Regions from separate parts of the Bos taurus genome. Here region 2 is linked to region 1. The links are chromatin contacts, called in public Hi-C maps. All regions are on one chromosome and are shown on one strand. The core of a region is the stretch at or near the end of the contact, and the rest is flanking DNA. Distances in the headings are between cores, read along the strand shown. Region 1 overlaps RNF144A (ring finger protein 144A). Region 2 holds the start of RNF144A (ring finger protein 144A).

Region 1 (5,691 bases), core at 781-3,280:
GTATCACCTTGTAGGCACTGTGTGTCACCCCAGGTGTCACCCCATGCGTGTGTCACCCTGGAGGCACCCCGGATGTCACCCCATGTGTGTGTCACCCTGGAGGACCCTGGGGATCTGGCACCCACTCCCTTCTCAGCATCCAGCCTCGACTTGTCTGTTTTGAGATGCCCACTCTGGCTTCTCAGCTTTTCTCCTGGACTTAGGCCACATAATCTTGGATGAGCCTGCCAGGCACCGACACGCTGGTGGGGCTGCAGGGGCCACTGCGCCCGTGGTGGACACCCTGTCTGTGATGGATGCCCACAGAGGGCCGGCCCATGGCCTGTGGCCTGGCTGCAGCGTGGCTCTTGGGCCCTCGTTCCCGGGATGCGCAGCCGGTTCCGTCAGCTCTGCCCTGTGCAGGCCCCCTGCCCTGGATGGATGCTCCCGTCGATCCAGGAAAGGCCCAGAAAGCACAAAAGGCAGGATGGAAAGCTGAAGCCGAGCCAGCTCACTCGCTGCTGTGATGGACATAATGCACACAGACAGACGGACACAAAACGGACAAGCCGTGCTTGCTCTCCTTCCATCACTCAGTGGGAGGAAATAGGGAGAAAGAAAAAGAAAAAGTAGAAAGTCCTGGCTCAGGTAGAGCAGCCTGCCGAGATGCCGAGAAGGAAGGTCCTGAGTTCCCTGCAGACTGCTCAGCACAGACCTTGAGAAAGTGGTCAGGGCACCCGTCGGAGGTGCTGAGGGAGCCCCCAGCTCCTTTGGGCATCACACAGACGGGCCAAGACCCACACCTTCAGCTGATGGCGTGGCGGCCTTTCCTCAGTCACAGTGGCGAGTTCCTGGGCCTGTGATGTGGCTTTTGGGGCCAGGCCAAGGCCTCCCGCGTCCACTCTTCTGGGATCATCCGTGTGACCACAGTGGACTTCCCAGAAGGTCCATGCTGGCCGATCGATGTTCCTGAGTCTCGGCAGAGGGTGGCAGGGGCTTGGCCCACACGCGGGCACAGGTGTCCTTGACCCTGGGTTCCCCGTGGTAGTGCCTGACAACGTGGGAGTCAAAGGAAGATGGGGCCTTTCAGTCTTTGTTTTTGTTGTCAGGCCTAAAGCCTGTCCACAGCTGGGGTTTAAGTCTGAAGATCTCAGACCTGCGGGGCCTTGGCAGGGAGTACAGGCCGCATGCTGACAAAGTGCTTTCGTTCTGGCAGGGAGACTTTCCTCTGAATCAGCTGTTGTGTGTGATCTGTGCTGGGGTGGAGAGTGCACAACCCCCTCCCTACTACCCGGAGGGAGTGAGGCCCTTCCTGGAGGCCCTCCTGGTTCTAGGCCAGTCCACTTGCCTTACAGATGCAGAGACACGCAGGTGGACAGACACACAGGCACACAGATGTACAAACGCACAGATACATAGGTGGACAGACGCACACACACACAGTGGACAGACACAGATGCACAGACGCACGGACACACAGATGGACAGACACACAAATGCACAGATAGATGGACAGACGCACAGACACACCGGTGGACAGACACACAGACACACAAATGCATAGACACACAGATACACAGGTGGACAGACGCATAGACACACAGGTGGACAGACACACAAACGCACAGATACACAGATGGACAGACGCACAGACACACAGGTGGACAGACTCACAGATACACAGATGCATAGACACACAGATGGACAGACACACAAACGCACAGACACACAGGTGGACAGACACACAGACACACAGATACATAGGTGGACAGACACACACACGGGGGACAGACACACAAATGCACAGATACACAGGGGGACAGACACACAGATGCACAGACACACAGACAGTCGGGTTTGAGGGGCCTGGCTGGCTGTCCAGGCACAGATGGCTGTCGGGCAGAGAGAGGAGGAAGGCCAAGGTGCTGTCTCCCTGCCCTGATCCTGGCGCCCGGCTTCCCTGTGAGCACTCAGCACCCCCACGCCTCTTACTGAGCTCGGCTCAGGTGGCGGAGGCGGCAGGGGCGGGCTGTCTGGGGGCTGTGGCTTCACCTTTGTCCTTCTGGACTGCGGCCGCCGTGGGTGCCGAGGAGGACTCACTTGGTCAGCACCGGGGACAGTGCAGCACGTGGCCACCCCCTCCCCCTGACCACTTCTTAAAAACACTTGCAGTTAGGATGTGGTGCATTTATATTAAACATCAGGGAGCTCAGGGTTTTGTTTTATTTTCTCTAAGAGTCACTTCAAAGCCAGGTTGCCTTCAGTTGGGTGTTGACCGTGTCATGAAGCATCCGATCCAGGCAGTGGTCATTTGCAGGTTTCCTCTGTCCAGGCCCCGATGGGGGTTCACCCCTCGTGGAAACCTCACGAGATAGGCCTTATCGCCCTGATCCTGACGAAACAGAGACCCAGGGAGGTCAGGCCGTGCTCCAGGCCTCCAGTGCTGACCCCACCTCAGTGGCTGGCTTTGCCCGGCTCCACGGCTGCCCCCTTTGCCTTGCCCACCGCACTCCACTCATTCTGCTGTCTGGGCGCATTGTCTTTATTTCTGTATATTTTTGTACACCTGTGCCCATTCTCTTGCAACCAGTTCAACTCAGCATACACATCCCAAGCTTGTACTTGGGGGAAGGCAAATGTTATAAGACCTAAAAAGTGAAAACACTATGTAGAAATGGCCACGTGTCTCCCAAAACCTTAACGAGAGAAGTGGAGGGGAGGACGGGGGTCATGACATGGGTTGAGTGTCCAGGGTTCAGGGTGACACTGGGGTGAGTTGTGCAAAGATCAAGGTCTGGAGTGGGGTCCGGGGGCATCTCAGAGGCCCTTGGACACTAAACGAAGAATTATACTTTACCCAGTGGGCAGCCTCCCTAAATACTACTAAAATTTATTTTTTAATCTATGTATATTTTTTGATGTGGGCCATTTAAAAACTCTTCACTGAATTTGTTAAGATACTGATTCTGTTGTTTATGTGCTGTTTTTTTTTTTTTTTTTTTGGCTATGAGGCATGTGCAACTTAGCTCCCCTAGTGGGGATTGAACCTGCAATCCCTGCAGTGGAAGGCAAAGGCTTAACCACTGGACCACCACGGAAGTCCTCCTAAATTCTACTTTAGATGAGCCAGAGCAGGGCTCCCGGTCCCCATGGGGCAGGGCTGGCTTCTCCTCTGATCGCTCTTTCCTCCCCATAGAGCAGGGATGTGGAAGTCCCCAGAGACTTATCACTTCTTCCTACACACATCACAGACTACACAGACTTCCTAGACTACATACCTCTTCCTCCCCACCCTATCCCTGTAAAATGTGCTGTCGCATTCGAGTCATAGCCTGGGGCCAGGTTGGCCATTTATACAGCACAGGTACCCCAGGCTGAAACCTGGGGGATGCTCAAAGTCCACATCCCTGGAGTAAGTCTACATCTTAGGACACCCTGAGATATTCCCAACATGCTCTCCTCGTGAGAGGGCTGGGGTTGCCAGGAGTTGGGAAAGGTGAGGGGAAGTAGTTGAGAGCTGGTAAGCACAGAACCTCTGCACAGTCTGATGGTTAATTATGAGGCCTGGGTCCCTTTGAACACTCAGATGCAGGCAGGAGAATTGCAGTCGCAACAGCTCATGGAGCCCCAAGCCCGTGGGTCCCCCGAGACTTTTGTGGCACCAAATAGGACTTTGATCTCACCTTCCCGCAGGTTCCGAGACACAGTTTTCTGCTCTCAGCCACTTCCTCTCTTGGCTTTTCACGGCACCCTCGTCCCCGGCCCCCACATTCTGTGATTCTAATAATTAGTTTTTCTTTGGAAACATACAGACTGCCTCTGCTACTTGAGAGGATGCTTTATGACAGTGAAGGCCTTTGGAAAACTACGTGGAAACATGGGAGGAGGAAAAGTTAACTGTGTGTTGTTTTGGTTTCTTGCTCATTGAAACCTTTTAATTTAATTTAATTTTTTTTTTCTGTTTCTCCCCTGGGATGGGCTTGGGAAGATGTTCAGCGTAGATGGTGACGTTTGTATCTTTGGAATACAGTCTTTATAGCAGAGCCAAAGCCTCTGAGGTTTCCAGATAAATGCTGGCTGTGTTCTTATTTTTTGAAGCTTAGTCTAGCGAGAGTCTGCTCCGATGCTCGGAAGACAGAGTGGGAAGAGGGAGCCTTTTCTTCTGTGCTGTTAGTGGGTCGCATGGGGGCGAGTCCACCCAGATCCCTGCGTTCTCTGGTGACCGCTCCTCGAGGGGAGCTGCCAGGCGCGCGTGACAGAGTGGTGATCAAACCGTAACCAGACATTTAACCCAGTCTTGAATATGAAGACAAAGCGTTCGTAGCTCAGACTTGTCGCGTGCAGGGAGAGAACTCCTGAAGTCAGAGGAACCACAGGCGTGCTCTCTGCTGGGTGTTTTTCATACCCCTGCCCTTCGCCTCCTCGCCTGTAAGAGGCAGAGGGGTTGGCAGTCGTGCCTGCCGATCACCCACTGTGTGTCTGTGTGTACTCGCCCCCCTTGGCCTGGAAGGACGAGGAGCTGCAGGCAGGGTGTCGGGATCTCCGCTGTGTTCACATTCACAAGTGGTTTGTTTACTTCCTTCAGCGTGAAGGGAAGAACAGAGGAAAGTACTGTCTGCCTTTGCTTTTGAACTTGGCAGTATGGGATTGTGTGAAGCCATTGGTCAGTATAACGCCACTTTGGGGGGTGTGTGTGTATATGTGTGTGTGCACGCACACGTGCGTGTGTGTGCATGTGTGTGGTGGGGAGGAGGGCTTTTGGAGAGAGCTTTAAAACAGGCTGCCTAGATGTTTGGGATAAACTTGGCCCCCTTCATTTTTTCCTTTGTTTGTAGATGTATCACTTGTCTGCTTTATGCCTTTTCTTGTATTTTTCTCTTTAAGATGTCCAGCCATTCTTTTGTAATTGGAAAAAGAAGTAATAAATGCATTTCTCTCTTTATGTCTGATGTTAAAACATTCTGTGAATTTCTTACTGCCTCTTATTGTGTTACAGAGAGGTTGGTTGCTTCATAGGTATTTGATATATATTTAGATTACGTTTTATTTCTGTCATTGTACTCAGATGTTCAAATGATAATGCTCAGCACAGATCAGACCAGGAAAAAAAAACCGAAGTATTTCTAAGGGGTGGGGGTATGTCATTTTTGCGGTTGAATTCCTGTAAAAGTACACTATGTCTCAGGATGCTATCTGTTCCTGTAAGCGCCGACTTTACGCGCTGTTGAGCACTTACCACGCTGTGGTAAGCGTCGACTACACTGGCGGCTCTGTGAGTAGAGCTTCTGGGGATCCGAAGATGTTAGGCAGAGATCCAGCCTTCACGGAGACGTCAGCACGTTTGGAGAGATGAGGTGTGCGTGATAAGAAGCTGGTTAATACTTTGTTTCAAAAGACACATGTCACTAAGAAATGGGAGTTCCAACTAGGGTGGTCTTCCAGGTGAAGTGGCTCCTTCTCACAACCTAGTGAGGTCAGGCTTTCCTTTCCAGCACCTGGTTTGTGACCTCCCATCACTCCCTGGTCCCTCTGCCCGGCACCTCTTTCCTGTCACTTAACAGTATCCCACCAGTCTCTCAGAGCCACACAAACAGCTCCTCTGTTGTGAAGCATGATTGATGAGTTCACCAGGAAATCTGGATCTCTTCTGGGAACTGCGAGCAGTGGACGGCATTAGCTCTGGCGTCTGGTTGGCATTTGGAAATCTCCCAT
Region 2 (6,563 bases), core at 2,231-4,730, 55 kb before region 1:
GCTGGGGGGTGCTGAAACAAAATACTATTGGCCCAGTGGCTTAAACGATGGAAGTTTACTATCTCACAGTTATGGAGGCTAGAAGTCTGAGATTAGGGCGCCAGCAAGGTTTGTTCCTCCTGAGGGCTGAGAGGAACCTGAAAGCTGTTCCAGGTCTTCTCCTAGCTTCCAGGGGTCAGGTGGAATCTTCAGTGATGCTTAATTTATCTCCATAAATTAATTTATCTCCATCCCTTCATGTTCCCAGAGTGCCCCCTTTATGTATCTGTTTTGAAATTTACCCTTTGTTTTTTTAATATTTGTTTCTAACTTATTTATTCAGCTATGCCAGTTCTTAGTTGCACAACTCAGGATGAGTTGTGGCATGAAAACTCTTATTTATTTTTTTTTATGAAAACTCTTTGTTGTGGCTTGTGGTACCTAGTTCCCTGACCAGAGGTGGAACCCAGGCTCCCTGCATTGGGAGCATGGAGTCTTAGCCTCTGGACCCCCAGGGAAGTCCCTTGAAATTTACCCTTTGTGTGAAGACACCCGTCATAGTGGATTAGGGCCCACTCTTCTCCAGTACGTCCTCAGTTCAGTTCAGTTCAGTTGCTCGGTCGTGTCCGACTCTTTGCAACCCCGTGGACTGCAGCAAGCCAGGCCTCCCTGTCCATCACCAACTCCCAGAGTTTCTCAAACTGATGTTCATTGAGTCTATGTCCTCACTGAGTCAGAATGTCCTCATCTGAACTAATTCCATCTGCGAGGACCCTATTTCCATACAAGTTCATGTCAGGAGGTGGGGTAGGCTAACACTTTAACCTGTGAATCTGGAGACAATTCACCCCTGAAAGTGAAAGTCGTTCAGTCGTGTCCAACTCTTTGCAACCCCATGGACTATACAGTCCATGGAATTCTCCAGGCCAGAATACTGGAGTGGATAGCCTTTCCCTTCTCCAGGGGATCTTCCCAACCCAGGGATTGAACCCAGGTCTCCTGCATTGCAGGCAGATTCTTTACCAGCTGAGCCACCAGGGAAGCCCAAGAATACTGGAGTGGGTAGCCTATCCCTTCTCCAGGGGATCTTCCCAACCTAGGAATTGAACCAGGGTCTCATGCACTGCAGGTGGATTCTTTACTGAATGAGCTATGAGGGAAGCCCAATTCACCCCTAGCAGCGCTCTTTCTACGTGTTTATAAGGATGAATTTCCCCCTTTCCATGTGTTATCTTTCCTAAATTTTATTTTTTCTTCCTTAAGAATTGTGGGCAGATTCTTTACCATCTGAGCCCACCAGCGAAGTCCTATGAAAGGCTGAGGGCAGGAGGAGAAGGGGGCAGTGGAGGATGAGATTGTTGGATGGCATCACCGACTCAATGGATATGTTACAGCAGACTTCGGGAGACAGTGAAGGACAGGGAAACCTGGCATGCTGCAGTCCATAGAATCACAAAGAGTCAGACTCGACTTAGCAACTGAACAACAACAAGGCTGGGAAAGAAAGAGGGGAGGTGTTTGTGGGAATGGAGGCAGGGGTTGGACAAGAAAAGCTTTCCCAAGAGTCCCTGAGAGCAGCAGAGACTTTGCATCACTCTGAGAGGTGAGGAAACTTGCAGCTTTCTAGCCCACCTGGGAAGCTGGGCCCCTGGAAGAGAAACTGAGCGTAGCCTGCTTGGAAGGGACCCAGGACTCAGGGAAGGAGCTGCTAGATATATAGGGAGATGGGCTGAGCATGAAGGGTTACACCCTGGATCCCAACACCGTAAAACCCCCAGGGACCTGTGGGCCTCCAGGGAGAGACAATCAGAGCAATAGTTGACATTTAATTGCCTGCTTCTCTCCAGAAATAAGGAACTGAATTTAAGGCAATTTTAAAAATTAAAGAAATGTGAATGTTTTGGACTTTCAGAATGTGTGATTATGAACCCATGCAAACTCCACTGCCTGAAAAGGTTTAAACTTAAGCCACCGAATGAATCTTGATCTTCACTCAGTTTTGTAGCTAGAGAAGGAACTTCCTGATGGACTTCCATTTCTCCAGCCTCTGGACCATTTGCTGGGGCATTGATTCCCTGGCAACAACCTAGCACAAAACCTTGCCCTCAGTAGATAATCAACAAGGGGCTTCTTCAGAACGATGAGTCATGTTGCCTACAGGCACAAGCGCTTAGCAACAGTGGGTATTTTTAAAAATGAGCTTGACACAACAAACGTCTGGGTGAGACGGTTGACAGCCATGAGAGGAATGGACTGAAAATCAATCAGTGATGGGTGGATGTGACCTTGAGAGATGCAGGCAGCTCATTGGAGAGAACTAGGAAGGACACAGCTCAGGGCAGAGGACTCATCTACATTTACTGAGCACTTACTATGCCCAAGACCCTCTGGAAACTCAATAGAAAATTTACTTCATTTCTCATCTACAGACTCTTATGACCTAATAATCAGACAGTAAATATCCAAAACATGAAGTCTAACAGATGCCATGGAGACAAATGAACTATTTACACAACTCCAGACATCTGGAGATGGGGAGCAGTGATGGGTTAGGAAGACTTCATAGAGAAAAGTCTTGAGACATGAAATTCAGGGCATGGCCTGCTGCAAACTGTGTTATCAATGATGATGTCGTCTTTCCCCGTCGCCCCAACAACAAGCAGGTTAACAAAGACAAACAAACATGGGAATGACCTCACACACACAGTCACACACAGTCACATCACTGCTTAAGCACTTGCAAGAGACACAAAGGCTCAATGACACAACTGGATAAGAGGTTGGTTTTGTACATCAACCCTCTCCTTGCCAACCTCCCCCCTTCCCCCTCCCCCAGGCTTGATTCCCACGCCCCTGGTAATCTACAGAAGCATCTGCATCCGTGTGGACACATTCATCACTTCCCCGGATACTTGCTCTCATCCATCCATCCCTTCATTCATAAGCAGTATCGCACAGTGCTTTCCTGGCTCCACAACCCCTGTACAGAAGGGCCGAATATATTTTCTGTGAAGCTCAGGCCTTTATGCAGAACCATTTTCATCTTCTGGTGAGAGGCTGGGGTAACCAAGTGTCGTTAGAATTCTTCCCATTGTGCCTTCTTTCTTGAATGATGACATTTATACAAAGAATTTGACAGAGACATCAGAAGCGCTCATTCATATTTGGGAGGAATTCATATTTAAGAAGTTACCAGAATAACTTCTCAGTGTAGATGAGACAGATTTATTATTATTATTATTTTTAAAGATGTGTATGTAGTAGGGGAAGATAAATTATGCAGTGTCACGATAGCTAGTATTGTAGTTTGGGGGGAAATGAGACAAAATACAGCTAAGGATTATGAAATCCTTAAAATTTTCCAGTTATGTTGAGATTGCTCTTTGCTTATTTTCCTTATTTAATCCCTGACAAGATCTCTATGACCTCTATGACCATTAGTAGTTTTCAGATAAGAAAATCAAAACACAAAGAAGTTAACTAACTTGCTCAGTTAAGGTCACTGGACCCATTAGGTGATGGTACTAGACTGCAGAGTCAACACTGGAGGGTGTGGTGTTAAGGACGAAAGCGGTGAGGGTGGGTTTTCCCATACTTCGGGAGAAGAATCTATGTATTGAAGGGGGCATTCTTTCATACCCATCTTGTTCAGGTACGCATGCTGGAGACAGAATTAAATACCTGTGTAACTTCTAGTTATTAGGGGGAGTGGCAAGGAGAAATCTTACAGGAAAATTATACCTTCAAATACCTTTGGCTCTAACAAGCTCGAAACCGTAAGGCAGAGGAAGTCAACAGCCCAGAACTGGAACTCGGGAATCCACAGAGCCGAAGGACCAGACGAGCCTGGGGCTCCATCCGTCCAGCACGTCAGGTACGGGGAGGCAAAGACCTTTGGCGCGTTGATGAGATGCTAGCTTAGAAAGGCCCTCAGCCTTTAGGCACGGTCCCCACCGCCAGGGCATGGAGCCCGGGTTCCGGGAGCCCGGATCTGGTCCGAAGCGGCCCGGCCGGTTCTCTTTCTATCGCCGCGCTAAGACTGTTTTGGGTCCCCCATTCCTCTCCCAGCTTGCCGGTCTTTGTGCCCCCGAGCGTCGACATCAGGGCCCTCGTCTTCTGGCTGCCACCTAACCGAGGCCGCGGCGTTCCTCCGGGCAGCTTGGGGTCCGGGAGGTCCTGGCGGAGCCTGGGTCCCCGCGGGCCTCGCGCGGGCGGCAGGGGGCGCTGCGCGCCGGGCGGGGCGGGGGCCGAGCCCGTGCGCCCCGCGTCTTTGTGCCGCGCGGCGCCGCCGCCCAGTCTCCCCCCGCGGGCCGCGCGCCCCGGCTGGAGGGCGGGCGGGAATAAAGGGCGGCTCCGCGCGGGGCGGCGCGGACAGCCAGCCTCGGACCGCGGACCTCGGTGCTCGGAGCCCCGCCCGCGGCCGAGCAGGAGCGGCGGCCCCCACCCCTCGGGCCCCGGACGCGCGGGATCAGGTGGGTGACGCGCGGCCCCTTTGTGTCGGCCTCGCCGGGGCGGGCGCGCCCGAGGGCCCCGGGGGAGGTGGCCGTGCCGAGCGGATCCGGCGGCGGCGACGGCCAATCCATCCCCGCCAGGGGCGCCTTCCCGGCCCTGCCCTTGGGTGGCCCGGGTGCCGCCGCGTCCCGGAGCTCCGGCGGGTCCCCGGGGCGGCGGGGGCGGCCTATGGGGTCCGGCCGGGGCGATCCGGCGGGGCGCGGGCAGGAGGCGGGCAGGTCAGCCCGGCCGCGGTGGGCCGGCGCCGCGTCCTCCGGGGTGCACATCCCGGCTCCCGGGACCGCGGCCGCCCGCGTCCCTCCAAGCCGTCCCCTCCCCAGGGGCGCGCAGAAAGTTGTCTGCCGCCCCCCACCCCCCATCCTACCCTCCAGCAGGCTCCCCAGCTCCCCTGCACTGTCCTGGGCACCCAGCTCTGGGCCTCCTGCGAATCTGGACGATCAGGTCCCGAGGAGGAAGGGGTTACTCACTGCGCCCTCATCATCTCGTAGATGTCCAGCTCCAAAAGTTCTCTCTCCCTGCCCTCTTCCCAGCGAACAGGCACAATCATCATAAAAAGCCCAGTCAACAAATAGCCTGTGCTGGCCTCCTGCCAGGCCTTAAGGCTGGGTGAGGGAACCCAGGGGACTATCCCCAGGGGGTCCTGTCCTCCGTGAGGTGAGGGGGATCTGGTCTCCGAACTGGAAACAGACTCAATTCTTGCTTTGATGGTGGGAAGGAAGCCCTTTCCCAGGAGTGGGGCCTGGGGATCTGATAAGGACGCATTCCAGGCAATCTGGCCAGGGGCAGGGCAGATTAGCCCTGTGGATAAAGAAAGTGTGAGATCCAGAGAGCAAGGTGAGGACTGCCTGCCTGAGAACCCTGGGACTTCCCAGGAGGGAGAGGCCGGGGAAGGAGGGTCTGGACTGCTGGTGAAGACGAATTGAGTCAGAGCTTGGAGGTGGGACAGGTTCTGGGTGGCCAGAGGGAACTGGCCAGAGGAGGAAGGGAGAAGGGACACAGGTGTGTACCTTGACCTTACCCTCGGACGTGCAGCCCGTGTGCTCCTTGGATGTGGTCCCTTTGGGATGGTGCCGAGAGCAGGTTCTCAGGAGAGGGAACTGAGATCCCCTTTTCCTAGTCTTCTAAGGGTTTCTAGTGCCTTTTCAAATCTTACTTTTATTATTTTCTAGAGAGTGCAAAGGAATTATGACTAGTGTGGTCAGATAGGGGTAGATGGTGAAATGTTGAATTCCAGGCCAACCTATGGCCTTGATCCTGTGGCAGTGGGAGCCATAGATGGTTCTGGATGGTTCAGAGAGTGGGCTGGACCCCCACTGAGAGTGGGGAAGGTGGCTGTGAGGGGTGGTCTGTTGTGGAAGGTGTGGCTTGTAGTCCCCCTGGTACTTCTCATCAAAGGTCAGGCAGGGCTTGAGAACCTCAGGAAAAAGCAAGATGCAAACAACCTGATTTTAATGGGAGGGGAGTTTTCCAGATCCAGCACCATTGGAGTTCGGAAGTTTGTGTAAAACGAAGCTCTGGTTCAAATGTCAGGATCCTTGGAAGGGAAACAGGTGAACCAGTCAGATGCTGGGGGTAGAGCTGTGGCCAGTGGGTGATGGTGTGGGCTCCCAGGGGCCTGAAAGATGTGGGTGTTGAGACCTGCACGAGCACTTTCAAACTCCTGTGCTTTATAAGCTTGTCTAGCGCCCTGGTTTTAATCAAGTGTGCTCATCGCACCCAGATCCTTGCCCAAGTACAGGGCTTGGCCTGTGGACTCCATGTGGTTTGGGACTCGGAAGGGACCTCCCACACTTCAGTGGACGCTGCTGGCATTCAGCGGGATGAACGTGCCATTCGGCCAGACGCCGGGAGCCACGTCGCCTGTGTTTTCCACTGTGGTTCATGGTTTGGCCCCACTGCCTTCTTTTGTGCAAATTTCACCTCCCTCTTAGGAGCCTCTCTCTTTCTGGTGTGGAAACAGGGAAAGTCTGTCCACACAGAGAGTGAGCATCACAGGTCACTGGTCATCACAAATCCCCAGCCCAGCCGCCCATTGTGACTGAGGACACTGTGGACTGGAGGGGGAGGTCAGG

The links. Hi-C and Micro-C count contacts between places; a contact is called where the count stands out from the background.
Region 2: a contact with region 1 is called in a Hi-C map of skeletal muscle, with 2.2 times the contacts expected there. The contact joins the promoter of RNF144A here to the enhancer-like site in region 1. A contact is called at or near these places in 3 of 11 Hi-C or Micro-C datasets (blastocyst, liver and skeletal muscle).

Annotation. Positions count from the first base shown.
Region 1 is chr11:89,968,405-89,974,095 of ARS-UCD2.0, reverse strand. All of the region lies in intron 2 of RNF144A (ring finger protein 144A), which reads left to right. Among named protein-coding and RNA genes, the nearest start is that of TRNAC-GCA, 12 kb to the left of the region's middle. Within about 2 kb of position 2,030, at least 5 of the 102 cell types and tissues checked have an H3K27ac peak or open chromatin away from gene starts, as enhancers often do. A contact at or near this core is called in liver and skeletal muscle, where this site is marked.
Region 2 is chr11:90,023,604-90,030,166 of ARS-UCD2.0, reverse strand. RNF144A (ring finger protein 144A) reads left to right here and starts at 3,480. Exons shown (of 9, transcript XM_010810310.4): 1 at 3,480-3,853.